Regions from separate parts of the Sus scrofa genome. Here region 1 is linked to region 2. The links are chromatin contacts, called in public Hi-C maps. All regions are on one chromosome and are shown on one strand. The core of a region is the stretch at or near the end of the contact, and the rest is flanking DNA. Distances in the headings are between cores, read along the strand shown.

Region 1 (7,443 bases), core at 4,434-6,933, 140 kb after region 2:
TCAAAATTAGGAAATTAACTTTGATACCAATTACTATCTATTATACAGATCTCATTCAGCTTTCACAGATTATCCCAATAAAGTCCTTTATAGCAAAGAAAAATTCCCTGATCATCATTGCATTTAGTTATTATGTCTCTAGAACAATTCCTTGATCTTTCTTTCTTTCTTTTTTTTTTTTTTTTTTTTTTTTTTTTTTTTTTTTGTCTTTTGTGACAGTTGACATTTTTTAAGTGTCTAGGCCAGTTATTTTGTAGAAAGTACCTCACTTTAGGTTTGTCTGATGTTTCCTCATGATGGATTCATGCCGTACAGACTTGGCTGGGGTATCCTAGAGGCGATGCTTGGTTTATCTCAGGGTATCATCATCAGGAGATATATGATGTGACTTCATCCCATTTTTGACAATGTTAACACTTGTTGCTTGGTTGATTTGTTGATATGTCTGACTCCTCCTCTGGCCCATGAAGCCCTTCTCAAGGTCAAGGGGGGACTCAGCCTTCCTGGCATCTGGTACCTAATGATACAGAGATATAAGGAAGTGAAGAACAGACACCAACTGATCCCCTCCCATGTGCCTGGCTCTGTGGCCTCTTCTCACCTAAGCCTCACAGCAACAATATAATTTAGTGGTTGTTGTGCTCATTTTATAGGTGTGCTCAGTGAAGATGAACAATTTGCGTAGGGTCACTTGACGGGTAAGCAGCAGATCCAGATTCAAATCCAGGTCTGCCCCTTGCCATAACACTTAGGCACTGGCGACAACAGACGGTCAACAACAATGAGTGGTTTGTTTGTTTTTTAACTTAAACAGAAAAATCTAACACCAAGATCACTGAAAAACTTAATACCCTCCTACCTCAATGAGGAGACTTTTTATTCATTTATCCCTTCAACATATATTTATAGTGGGTCTGCCATGTGCCAGGCAGTGTTATAGATCATAGTGATATAGTGATGAACAAATAACATATATTCTGGTGGGACTCTGCAAATACTAGCAAATCTAGCCAAAGAGCTTGAACACTAACAAGAAGGTGACAAGTAGAGCAGCTCCAGGGTTGAGTAATTTAGCAGTTCAAAGATGTCATGGCTAAGATTTGTGTTCTCTGAAATTCTCTTAGTTTTCCCTTTGGGGTTGCAAGATATTTGCCTTAGTTTTAAGCAAGACATCCTCAAAGGAAACCAAGAGGACATTCCTGTCATGATCCCTTAAGATGGGAAAAGAAAACCTTGCTAGAATCCTCCCAGTCCACTTCCCTTTCACCTCACTGGCCAGAACTATGTCACCAGCTTATGCCAAATCCACTCTTGGCTAGAGGAATGAGCTACCATGCCTGGCTCAGGGAATCTGGATTTGTACCCCTACCACCCAGACCCCCTCCAGGCTCAGCTTTCCCCCAAAACACCTTCTGGTCAGAAGAGTTGGAGGAGAGTGAAAAAAAAAATCAATTTTCTTTAAAGAAGCGAAGTTGGGAAAAGGCTGTTGAGTGTGCACCTGACAATATTTTCAAATCTTTCATTCACTAATTTCCCAAATATTTACAGCCTCTTGTTTATGCAAATATGAATTTGAGTCATTGCCATTCCTTATAGAATTCTCCCTCATGATCCATAGGTTATTGGTTCCAGAATCCCTGTGGATACCAAAATCTAAGGATTTTGGATTTTTTTTTTGAGACGTAATTTACTATGTTGTAAATTAGTTTCAGGTGTACAGCAGAGTGATTCCATGATACATACATATACGTGTGTGGGTATATATATGTGTATATGTATATATATATACATATAATTCTTTCTGAGATTCTTTTTCATTACAGGTTACTACAAGATATCGTGTTTTTTTTGTGGTAGAAAATCTTTTACTTATTTTTAATCTGAAGATTTTGAATTTGAATTAAATTCAGAACTCACAGATAGGGAGGGCCAACTGTAGTCATTATATCAAGGTCTAATCTGTTTTCCTTACAAAGATACATAATGTCTCTCTTTATCTATCCTTGTATCTCTTGTCTTATTCCAAAATAAAGTCCCTCTTTGTGAAGGTATAGAATCTTAGCCAGGGGAGGTTTAAAAAAATATTTAATAACTAGTTCTAGGTTGTGGATTGACCACTGCACAGAGAGGGTCCTACTGGACCAGGCATCCACCATTTAGCTGCTGGATGGGGCCATCTAGGAAGATCCTGGCAGAGGGGTTAGGCAGGCTGGAGGGACACTCAGTCTCTACTATTTGCCAATTGATATGGAAGCATTTATTTTCATATTTTTAAAAATTTATTTTTATTGAGATATAATTGAACTATAACATTATATTAATTTCAGCATGTATAGTATATTTGTATACATTATGAGGTGATCACCACGATATCTAATTAACATTTGTTACCTTAACTTAGTTACTAGTTTTTTTTCTTGTGCTGAGAACTTTTAAGACCTACTCTCTTAGCAATTTTCAAGCATGCAATAAAAGCATCAACTTAGTCACCATGCTGTATATTACATCCCCCGGACTTATTTTTAAAATTTTTTTGCTTGTTAGGGCCGCATCTGTAGCATATGGAGGTTCCTAGGCTAGGGATCTAATGGGCGCTACAGCTGCCAGCCTACACCACAGCCAAGCAAGGCAGGATCTGAGCTGCATCTGCGACCTACATTGCCGGATCCTTCACTCACTGAGCGAGGCCAGAGATCGAACCTGCAACCTCATGGTTCCTAGTTGGGTTCCTTTCCACTGGGCCATGATGGGAACTCCATTCTCCCTACCCCGGACTTATTTTATAGCGGGAAGTTTATACCTCTGAGACTCTTCAGTCATTTTGCACTCCCCAGCTCCCACCTCTGGCAACCACCGATCTGTTCTCTATGTCTATGAGCTTGTTTTTTTTTTCTTTAGATTCCACATATAAATAAGCTAAGGTGGTATTTGTCTTTCTCTGATTTATCTCAGCATAATATTCTCAAGGTCTATCCATGTTATCCTAAATGGCATGATTTTATTCTTTTTTATGGTTAAATAACATTCTGTTTAGATCTTCTGCACATTTGAAAATCAATTGTTTGCATTTTTGCTACTGAGCATATGAGTTCTTCAAATATTTTGGACACTAACCCCTTATCAGATATGTGCTTTACAAATATTTTTCTCCCATTCCATAGGTTGCCTTTTCATTTTGTTGGTAGTTTCCTTTGATGTACAGAAGCATTTTGCTTTGATATAGTCCCACTTGTTTATTTTTGCTTTTATTGCTTTTACTATTTTGACACTTTACTGACCAATATGAGAGTGCCCATATGACAACCTGGACATGAGCTCCAATCTATGCAATGACGATTCCCAGTGTCAGTACAATGACCACAGCATGATCCTCCCAACTTCTGCCCATAGTTGGGTATTTGAGCTGCTTTCAATTTTAACTGAAATATGAAGCTCAGTTCTAAATGTCTCTGTATTATTTTTCATATTTCATAATACAAAAAACATATATATATATTAATAAATACTTATTTCATATTTTTGTTTCCTTGGAACACATTTCCCAAAGTGATGTTTCAAGGTCAAAGGGTATGATCAATTTTATAATTGGCACAGTGATTGACCAAGCATTTAACCAAAGGTTTAGAAACATCCTTGCCTACTTTTTTTACAGACTACTATTGCTGGGGAGCTGGGAGGCACATGGTGTAGTGGAAAGAGGGTGAGCGCTGGAGTAAGGAGAACTGGGCTAGATCTGGGTAATGTTATTCTACTTGAGGCTGGGGTTGTGGCAGTCTAAGGCTCTTTGGACCTTTGTTTCCCCAAGAATAAAATGGGGGAGTTACCATTTCTCCAAGCACCAGGCACAGCAGGCATTGCCTCCATCTGTTCCTGACCTTGGCCTTAGGCCTGGCCACCCTTGTCACCCACTCACCATGGCCCACCTTTGGGTGATGAACTACCAGAGAGCAGTGGAAGGTGCAGATTCTGCATCGTAAGAAAATGTGTAGAGTGCCACCTTCTGGTGTCAAGCGTTAGTGTCCACATGACTTTTGGGACCAAGCTGCCCTTGTGTCCCTGTGAGGATCTGTCCCAAGGATGAAGCTGCAGAAGGAAGGGGAGATTCTCCCCACCTAGACTGGGCCCTGGTGTTGGTGGTGGCTTAAAAGTGATAGCCTCTTTCTGCCAGTGAGACTCTGGGGGAGAGAAGAAGCAGAGTTGAAGGAAGCTGTTTTTGCTTTTGGAGACAGTAAAGTTGCTAGCAAAGGCCTCTTTGCAAAAGGAAGAGGACTTCGTCAGTGATGTATTAAACCCTGTTTAGAGAGGCTGACAGCAGTGGTCAATCAGTCCACAAATATTTACAGTGCACCTACCATGTGCTAGACATGTACTAAGATAAACAACCTATGACAAGACAGGCAGGCTCCCTGATCTCCTTGTCTAGTGGGGAAGTTTGGGGATGAGATTCCCCAAACTGATATACTTTCTTTCTTTATTTAATTGAAGACAAAACGATCCCAGGCATAAAAATTTAAAACACAGTATTTCATCTCCCAAACACTGTGGCTGTTTTTATTTCAATACATTCTGGCCCCTGTACCCTTATGTACACACATTTTTACAGAGCTATATTCATGAGGCATGTTTTCCCAAAGTTAATACATTTCACTCACAGTACTCTTCTCTGTGTTGCTACTTAATCTTCATAAATATCCTTATAGCTCTCTAAGAGGTTGTATAAAATCTGTGTAGCAAGTCCCCTAACCCCCTAAGCTTAGACTCATAATTGTTCTTTTTCTTTCTTTTCCTGCTATTATAGATACTGAAATGTTAACTACTTCATGCAGACTTACTTCTCAGTGGTCATGAATATGGCTCATCCTATGTGTTGCCATATTGCTTCCTCAAAGAGCTGCTACTAAGTTGCAATGCTACCAACCAATATTATTTCAGTGAGTCAATTTTGCTGCAACATTAGGTGAATTCAATATTGTTGCTTTTACATATTTTTGAGAATTAATATTTTTAAATGGAGTCCAAAATTTGCTTTAATCCACATTTCTCTGGATACCAGTAGGCAGGGGTTTTTTTGCACATGACTATTTATAATTGCTCACATAAAATGTCTGTTCATGTTGTGGTTAAATTTTGAATGAGTTTCTTGTTTGATGTCTTTCCTTGGAAGAGAGAAAAGCAATAGAAGATTATAGTATTGTGGCCCAGGATGCTGGAACAGTACTTCCCACTTTAACCATGGGATAAATAACTCCTTCTGGAATCTTCCTAAGAAAGCTCAGCTATTCCAGAATCCAAAGCACACGTCTCTTCTGCTGCCCAAAGCTACTAAGTGAGAAAAGTGATTCTGTAACACACTTGGCTGTGCTTGATTCAGTAGTGGAAATGACATAATTTCCCACTGTTTGTGAAAAAGAGTTGGACATTAGCCTAGGCTACAATAATGCAAATGAAAATTATGTGACTGGAGAGTTAATTTGTTTCCTAGTGACTCAAGAAATAGTGTCCTTGAGTGTTGGAGGGGTCCACACTCCAAACCTCTGGCCCAGAGATGTGAAGTGACTTGCTTAAATTTACACTGCAAACTAGACCTCCCAGCTCCTGATTCCCCTTGCATCTTTCCCACATCTAGAATGGGAATGTTAATGAACCTGTGATTCTCTCCTTCACAGCTCCACCCTGTTCCTCTGTGTGTGTGTGTTGGGGTGGGGGGAGGATTGGCCACCTCCCAACCTGGATGACTTCTGGAACATAGCTCTGGGAACACTTTCTGTGCTGGGAGTTGGTTTCCTTTTCCTACATAGCTTTCAACAAGGATTCTGGGCTGTTCCTCTCTGGGAACTCAAAGGAATGAACCAGGCAGGGTTCTGAGCAGTAGCTATAGTACTTTTCCAGACCATATGTCTTCCTTATGAAAGGAGATGATGAATGTTAGAAGTGGGGTCTATATGATAGAGAGCAATTTTGACTATGCCAAAAAGGCATTGGGGTTTAGTAAATACCTCACTAATATTTCCTGGGATGACTAGATTAAGAAGGGAACTAACATTTGAATAACACATATCATGTGTTAAAACTAATAGAATTAGAGGATACAACTCTATTGTTTGTAAAAAGGAGACCACACCAAAAATCTATACAAAATGAAAAGGAAGAGAATTATGACTCAGACAAGGGAGCAAGAAAAAAAAACCCATTAAAACAGCTAAGTGATCTGGAGATTATCAACCTCCATGAAAAAACTTTACACTGATAATAGTAAAGATGATTCAAGATCTTGGAAATAAACTGGAGGCAAAGACTGATAAATTGCAAGGGACATTGAGCAAAGAAATAGAAGACAAAGATTAAGCAAGCAGAGATGCAAATACAGTAGCTGAAATAAAAAAGTTCACTAGAAGCAAACAACAGCAGAATACAGGAGGCAGAAGAATGAAGAAGCAAGGTGGAGGACAGACTAATGAAAAGTACTGATGTGGAACAGAAAAGAGAAAAAAGATTGAGAAGAATTGAAGACAGTCTAAGAGAACTCTGGGATAATGTTCAATGCACCAACATCTATATTATAGAGGTGCCAGAAGAGATAGAGAAAGGGCCAGAGAAAATATTTAAAGAGATAATATCCAAAAACTTCCCTAACATGGGAAAGGAACTACTAACTCAAATCCAGGAAGCACAATGAGTACTATATAAAATAAATCCAAGGAAGATCATCCCAGACACATATTCATCATATTGACCAAAATTAAAGACAAAGAGAAAATATTGAAAGCAGCTAGGGAAAAGAAACAAATGATAAGGTTATTGGAAATAACCCCGATAAGGTTATTGGAAATTTTTCAGCAGAAACACTCTGCAGGCCAGAAGGGAGTGGCATGATATACTTAATGTGATGAAAGGAAAAAACTTCCGACCAAGATTACTCTACCCGGCAAGGCTCTCTTTCAGATTTGAAGGAGAAATCAAAAGCTTTACAGACAAACAAAAGCTAAGAGAATTCAGCACCACTAAACCAGCTGTACAACAAATACTAAAGCAACTTTTGTAGGTGGAAAAGAAAAGGCCACAACTAGCAACAAAAATATCACAAATGACAAGGCCCACTGATAAGTGCATACATATAGTAAAGGTAGGAGATCATCCACAAAAAAATATGCCACCAAAATCAAAAATCATGAGGAGGGTACAAATGAAAGACACTGGAGATGCACTTGCATTTAAGTGACCAAAAATGTAAAACAATCTTGTATATATATAGACTCCTATATCAAAACTTCATGGTAACTGCAAACCAAAACTATATAATAGATACAAACACAAATAAGAAAAAGCAATCCAAACACAACACTAAAGAGTCCTCAAACCACAAAAGAGAACAAGAGAAGAAGGGAGGAAAAAAGACCAACAAAAACAAATCCAAAACAGTTAATAAAATGGCAATATGAACAT
Region 2 (6,699 bases), core at 1,900-4,399:
TTTAGTGAGATAAATAAACACTGGAGTGTTTTCCAAGCATCGGGCCATCAAATTTCCCGCTTAGCCTGTGTATAAAATCACGTGAGGTAGGCGCTCGTATCCTCGTCTTGGATGAGGATGTGGCGGCTGTCTAGGAGTTGGAGTTCAAGCCAGGTCGCTCCTTCCGCCGGGACGCCCGAGGCGGGTGTCCTCCCAGCGGAGAGGCGCCCAGCTAGCGTTGCAGCAGTTTGCGGAAAGCGGCGCCGGGCGCTTGCGGGCCGCGCGGGGGCTGGTCTGGGATCATGGCTGCGCTGTGCTCGGCGCGCAGCGTCAGGCGCGGGCACGCGGCGCGCAGGCGGCGCAGGCCAGCCGCGCTCACGTTGCGGCAGAAGTCCACGTGCAGCGTCTGCAGCGCGCGCCCGTGCGCCGCCACGGCTGTCAGCGTGCGGTTGGTGACGCGCGCGCAGTTCTCCAGGCGCAGAGCGCGCAGGCGCGGGCAGGAGAGGAGCAGACGCACTAGGCAGTCGTCGGTGACGTGACCGCAGCCGGATAGCGTGACGGATGCCAGGTTGGGGCACCTGCGGAGAGAACGCGGTGACCGCGGGCCAGTGCCGAGGAGGGTGCGGTTAGAATGCTAGCGTGCGCCCCCTCCCCGCGCCACGCCGCTTCCCGAAGTTCCCTGAGGTGGTTGGTGCGTTTTCCAACTCTGGGAGACCAGGCGTATCAGAGACGAGAACTCTGCAGTAACGGAGCCTGGATCTGAACTGGGGCTTTTGTCCCGTTTCTCCTTCCCTTTCTGCCACTCGCCCCGCCGTGCTTTAATCTGCGTGAGCTCTTAGCCTCAGGAGACCCCAGTGGAGACCCAGGTCCGTGTCCTGCTGTGAACATAGAGATGCTGGTTCCAAGGAGGAACGACTGTAGCTGCTTTGGTTCTCTCCTCACCTGTTGCCTTGGGTAGGGGTGAAGTAGGAGTTGGGGGAGGGAGAATAACGCCTACCGGTGGGATTGTTGGAGGATTAAATGAGATTTGGGATGTCTGGAGCCTGCACAGGGACTTCTATAGGCAATCAAAACCCATGTTTCCTGGGAGCGAGCAGGACCAGACTGCTTCCTGTCAAGAAGAACCTGACTGGTGGGCGCTGGCTTTGGTTTCCTGTAGCCAGAGGAAGCTGGAGTCAGCCCCGGGGAAGGGGGGGGGGGTTCTGTTCCCCATCAGCCTACCCCATTGCCTTTTGACTGAACTTGCCTGCACCAGCTCAGCTCCCTTTGCCTGAGGAAGGAAGGAACTGAAATAGGTTGAGCATGGCCACATCCACACGCTGAGTGCGTCGCATCTGCCCAAGTTGACACGCCTTCCTTATGCTTCATACCAACGCTCCACCCCATTTTGTGAGGAAACTGGCCCAGAGAGCTCAAGTGACTTGCCTGTGACTTATTTGCTGTCTGACCCAGGACAAATGTCTAAACCTTACTGGGGCCCCTCTTCATCTGACAAGTGTTACCTTCAGGTTGGTTGTAAGGACTAGGTAGGTGTTTAAGCCCCAAGGGTGTTAAGTGATCCCTTCCTCTGAGAACCTTTAGAGTAAGCCTGATGCAGGAAGACACCAGAGAAAGAGCCGCCTCCATCCTGGCCCAGCCATCCTCACCTGTTCTTCCCAACACCCCCTCCCCAGAAGACTGCCAGATCTAGAATTGGTGGATACTTGGCAATACCCACTATGTGCCCGTGCTACTGTGTCATTTAATTCTTTTAGCCTGCAAGATAAGGCAATTTATCCCACTTTATGGATGAAGAAATGAGGTTGAAAGAGTTTAAATATTGGGGCTGGGGTCACATGGACACTAGCAGAACTGAGGGACTCGGAGGAGGACCATGACCATCAAGTCCTTTGCTTTTTTTTTTTTTTTGGTAACTCTGGGGACACTTGGTGTGCCCAGACAGTGGCCTGGGAAGGCCAGGCCACACCTTGCTGATTTAACTGGGCTTGAGTTTTTATTTGCTAAAATCTGGCAGCTTTAGACTTTGGGGCAGATCACACAACCTGTCAGAGCTTTGGTTTGCTTATCTGAAAACTTAGGCTAGAACACTTTCTCCTTTGGGTAGCGTGAAGATTAGTAAGTTTCTAGGAAACCATAATTTATCACCACCCCTATTTCCGGAGCCTAGCTTGGTTTAGCTAACTCAGAGCTGAGCCCTCTAAGCTCTCCTTCCACAGCTGCATTTCACAGGTCTTGGGGTTTGCTTGCTAGGGGCAGGGTGGAGCGGTGAGCTGACTGCTGAATCTAGGAACCTTTTCCTGGGGCCTGACTTTGAAAAATCAAGGCCCAGCTGGACCCACCCAGCGTTTAATGGCTGCCAGGGAGGACAGCTGGCCCAAAAGATGGGGACAGCTGAAGCCGAGTTCTTCCTCTTTGCAGAAGCAGCTCTAGGACCTGTGAGGCTAAGGGGAGGCTTGGTGCCCATTTCCCCCATCTGGGGACTGCACTGTGGCAGGGCCTGGGAGCAGGGGGTTGCCTTGGGCCTAGTCTGAGGCTCTCCAAATCGGAGCCATCCTCTTGTGGTTTGCTCTTCCCTGCCCCCCAGAAGCCTCATAGAACTCCAGATGCCAGAGCCAGCAAAGCCAGCACAGGAGGTGGCCTACCTGTCGCACACCTGGAGGAGGAAATCATTGACCAGGTTCTCATGCCGGCTGCAGATGCTCCTCTGGAGGGCGCTCTTGAGCCAGTCCTCAATGCTGCACACCTGCACGCGGCTGGAATGCCAGCAGATGGAGAGGCTCCTGAGGGCTGGGCTCAGGAGGAAGTTGTCCTTCTTGAGTTCTGTGAGGGAACGGAAGTGCAGCAGGGGCCAGAGTGCGGGGTCCTCAAACACGTCCTGGAGCTGGGGGCAGGTCCTGGCGAGGTTCTTCCTGCTGTCCTTGTCCAGGAAGGAGAAGAGGTGCAGCAGGCACTCCCGGTTGAGCTGGGTGATGTGCATGGTGTGCAGCGGCCACACAGAGTATGACTGGAGCCCGGGGACCTGACCTACCTCCTGCTGCTCCTCCCCAGCTCTGGGCTGGTGGACATATATGGTTGAGGAATGGTGTTTATTTTTGGCCAACAACTGGTGCTGCCGCTCTGAGGAGGGGGGAGGTCCAGGCCCAGACATACGTGCAGCAGTGTGTGGCTCGGCTTATGTTCAGAGGAATTGAAGATCTTGGCAGAGAAGCAGCGTATTGAAGTTAAATAGCTTCCTTAAAAGGGATTTCTTTGCTTTTAGCTGACAATGGCATTAGGCAGAGAGCTCTTTTGGCGTTTTCATTCGTGGTACTGGCTAGACCACCTCCGTCTGGGCCTGCAAGTCTCTTGTCACTGGGAAGGACTCTAATTGCAAACAGTGTCTGTTTTTATTTTCTGGGACATCAATAGGAGTCTTTTGCTCTGCTCTTTGTAGGAAAAGGTTTGTCTATAAAGAGCAGTGTGGTAGTTTTGTGCTCAGAGATGTAAGCAGAAGGCATGGGTAGTACCCCTTTTCTGTTACTTTTGCTCAGTAGTGACACTTTCCAGGCTTCAGAACTGCCTTCAAATCCTGCTGCCCTCCTCCAGGCACAGGGATTTCCTCGGTCTCCCATTTGCCTCTATGTATACCCTTCGTTTTTTCCATAAAGGGTTTGTCCTCAGTAGCTTCTCTCTCCAAGATTCTTCTGTGTATATATGTGTCACTTTTTAAACTTCGGTTTACTTGGCTTTAGCCTTTAAGAGTTGTGTCCTGCTGTATCCAGCCTGTATTTTCCAAAATGTCAGGGTGGTTGAGGTAGCTCCTAATACAAAACTGCTTGAAACAGTTTTAGGTTGCTGTACTTCAGTCTGCGCTTGCCCATTGAGCCAGTCACACACCATCTTCCTTGTGAATGCCCTGAGCTCCTGGCGGTGAGCTGCTAGCCAGGCTTCCTGAAGGTTTTTTTTATTCTCTATTCAGGATCTGAGATTTCTCAATCCATGAAGCATTTTCTAATATCACTTCGCTCCCGATCCTTGACCAGACCCCACCTCAGTTTTCCTCCTGCGAAGGCCTCACTCTGTGTACCAGTTGGTTGGCTTGGTGGGTTAAGTAATGAGACGAGGAAACCGGTCTTCCTCTGCTAGACCAGGGAGCAGCCCCTCAGTGGTCACCTCCATTCCTTCTCCCACATAATGGGAATTGGAAGGAGGGGGAACACTTTGTTTTGCACGTGGGTGGAGTAACACAGATGAAACACCTCTTCTGAGGCTAAGGCTCGGTCAGCCCTGGTGCAGCTTGGCCTGTGAAAGCAGAATGCAGCCAAGGGAAGAAGGCAGCCATTGGCATCAGCTCCCGTGCTCTGAGGAGTCCATCACAGTCACCCCACCACTTGCCAAGGTGAAATGGAAGGTCTGACTTTCCTTGAAAACAACATAAACCAAGAAACAGCCAAAAGGAAGAAGTGTTTCTCAAGGAAAGGACAACTAGGTACTGCTCTTTCCAGCTCATCATCGTAGTTGTCCCAGCTGACAGCCAGAGTCCCTCTTCCAGCTCTAGTTAAACGTATCCACACCAGGGGTGCTGCTGTACCACCGGTGGGTTTAGTGGAAAGCCTTATTAGCCCCCTCCCTCCCCAGTCCTTCACAAACCCATCCTTTTCAGAGGGCTGAGCCCTGGAAGTAGGGCATTCTTTCACCTTCTTAAAAGACAGAGCAGTGTTAAGTGTACTGTCTGTGGGGGAGAGTCCTTTTGCTTCCTTGTGGTTTCCAAGTTGCACTCCTGCAGCGCTGCTCAAACAGTGAAAGATAGGCAGGCCTCACATTCAGAGCCTGGCTCCTTCGCTGAAGCATCCCAGGATATGGGGGGGGGGGCACGTGCATGGCTGCTTTTGGGGAGGGGTCTGGCTCAGGGCCAGGTGTTGTGACCACAGCTCCTTCTTTTCTGCCCATGTGGAGCTCGGCTGCTTGGCTGCAACAACAGCAGCTGCACAGCTGCCAGAAGGAAATGTGTGATGTGGGAACTGGAGGCAAAACCATTTGGGCTGCAGGCGCCTCTGTCTTCAAACTTTAGAAGGCTGATAGGAACCGGCAAATAAGTAACACGGAAAAACAGTGGATGTGGACACAGGTGGTTCTTAGTTTTTTTGGTTTGCAGGGGACATGGGGCAGAGAGGGAGTGTACAGTTTACCGCAAAGCAGAATTTTTTTTTTTTTTAAAGCAATGGCACTTGTTGACCTGTTTTGACTTTGAAAGGTGATTCTTTGCTCAGAGCCCCAAACCTGGTTCTTCAGGGTAGTGTCTAGCTGTGAAGAGGCAAGTGGACCTCATTTTAATAAAATCAGTGTCACAAGGGAAGACAGGATGAAGTTGCCCAACACAAGTGAGCTCCCTTAGTGCACCTGAGTGCAGGCACTAGAGGAGCTCTCCCGCCACCCCCCTGCCCCTCCAAGTCAAGCCATCTGGGCCCACATGCACCAGCAGCCCCAGCTGGCAGGGGGTCTGTAAAAACCTTCTATTACCTGTTGGCTGGCTCAGAAGGTTCATAGCTTAAGCAGGTTCATTGTCACCTAACTTTGCAACACTGAAAGGTGTTCAGAAATAATAGTCAAAAGGAAAGAGACCAGATCTTTAATGATACTTTCCATAAAAAAGATCGGGTTGGTGAAGCAGAAAAGGGGTATGGTTACAACTTAAATGAAATTGGTCACTGGCACAGTTAATCTTCTCAGCATCGGACAAACTAGGTCTTAGTGAACATAACTGCATCACAGCACGACTCGAAGAGGGCAGTCTGGAGTCCGTCGCCCTCAGACCTGAGGGGGAAAGGCATGCACCCAGTGAAGCGATGCTTAGACCTTGGACTGCAGCATGACGCCAGCACACACCCACCCCTTCCTGTCACCTGGGACCCATGCCCTGGCTGCAGGCACAGACTTTTGCTCATGAGTGTCTCCAGAGCCCGAGTGAAGAGGATACTTCAGCAACAGGGGGACGGTGGAGGTTGACGTGGGCCAAGTGTACTAAACAGACTTAGGTACACACTAAACCAGTGAAGGAGAGGCTTGGCTTTAAGAAGTAAATGTGTGCCCAGCCCCAGAAACCAAGCTGCTGAGTAGGTTCCAGAGGTGAGACACACATTTAATACAACCAGGGAGGGCCCATACACTTGCCCGGCTTAGTTGTGTTACATCTGGATCACTAGACACTGAGTAGAATCCAGTGGATAAGCACAGGTTTCTCCACCATGGAGAGAGATTTGTGTTGCCACAAACTGTTTCCATCCCCCACCTGTGCGGGAGGACTTGTGAGAGTTCTCCTGTTCCTGTTCCGAGGAGCCCTGTGACTGTGACTCGGCACAAGGCCCTGCCTCAGCGCTGCTCTCTGAACGAGAAGCCACCTGCACACTAGAGACAACACAGCACGCGGGACAAGCCCTGCAGAGCACGAAGGTCAGCTTCTGAAATAGGCATGATAAGGCTGCACAGTTAAATTTTAAAAATACAAATAGGCACATTTATATCACAAGTGTTCAAGGGCACGGTTCACATGGATCCAGTCACTCTTCCAAAGAACCTTCATGATGTCCTTCAAACACATCTGCTGAAGTAAATCAGGAAATAAAAACACGACAAAAGTCAAAGAGGAGATGTGTTATCTCCTAAGCTAACTATGCTGCCCGTGTGAGGACCACTTGCCCATCTAGTCAGCTATAAATTTGGTACAAAGGCCACTTTGCTCCA

The links. Hi-C and Micro-C count contacts between places; a contact is called where the count stands out from the background.
Region 1: a Hi-C map of skeletal muscle shows a contact between it and region 2, with 3 times the contacts expected there. The contact joins the enhancer-like site here to the promoter of FBXL22 in region 2. A contact is called at or near these places in 2 of 5 promoter capture datasets (fetal liver and liver), 14 of 47 Hi-C or Micro-C datasets (embryonic fibroblasts, epiblast stem cells, fetal heart ventricle and 4 more) and 2 of 2 datasets of contacts at active chromatin or transcription factors (alveolar macrophages and skeletal muscle).

What each region holds. Positions count from the first base shown.
Region 1 is chr1:108,549,223-108,556,665 of Sscrofa11.1, forward strand. APH1B (gamma-secretase subunit APH-1B) reads right to left here. Exons shown (of 7, transcript XM_021094173.1): 7 at 75-517. The coding sequence ends at 350. Among named protein-coding and RNA genes, the nearest start is that of USP3, 37 kb to the left of the region's middle. Within about 2 kb of position 5,684, at least 3 of the 83 cell types and tissues checked have an H3K27ac peak or open chromatin away from gene starts, as enhancers often do. A contact at or near this core is called in skeletal muscle, where this site is marked.
Region 2 is chr1:108,408,788-108,415,486 of Sscrofa11.1, forward strand. It overlaps FBXL22 (F-box and leucine-rich protein 22), which reads right to left and starts at 3,150. Exons shown (of 2, transcript XM_021094142.1): 1 at 2,622-3,150; 2 at 1-557. The coding sequence starts at 3,127. The coding sequence ends at 212. USP3 (ubiquitin carboxyl-terminal hydrolase 3) reads right to left here. Exons shown (of 16, transcript XM_021094102.1): 16 at 5,571-6,699.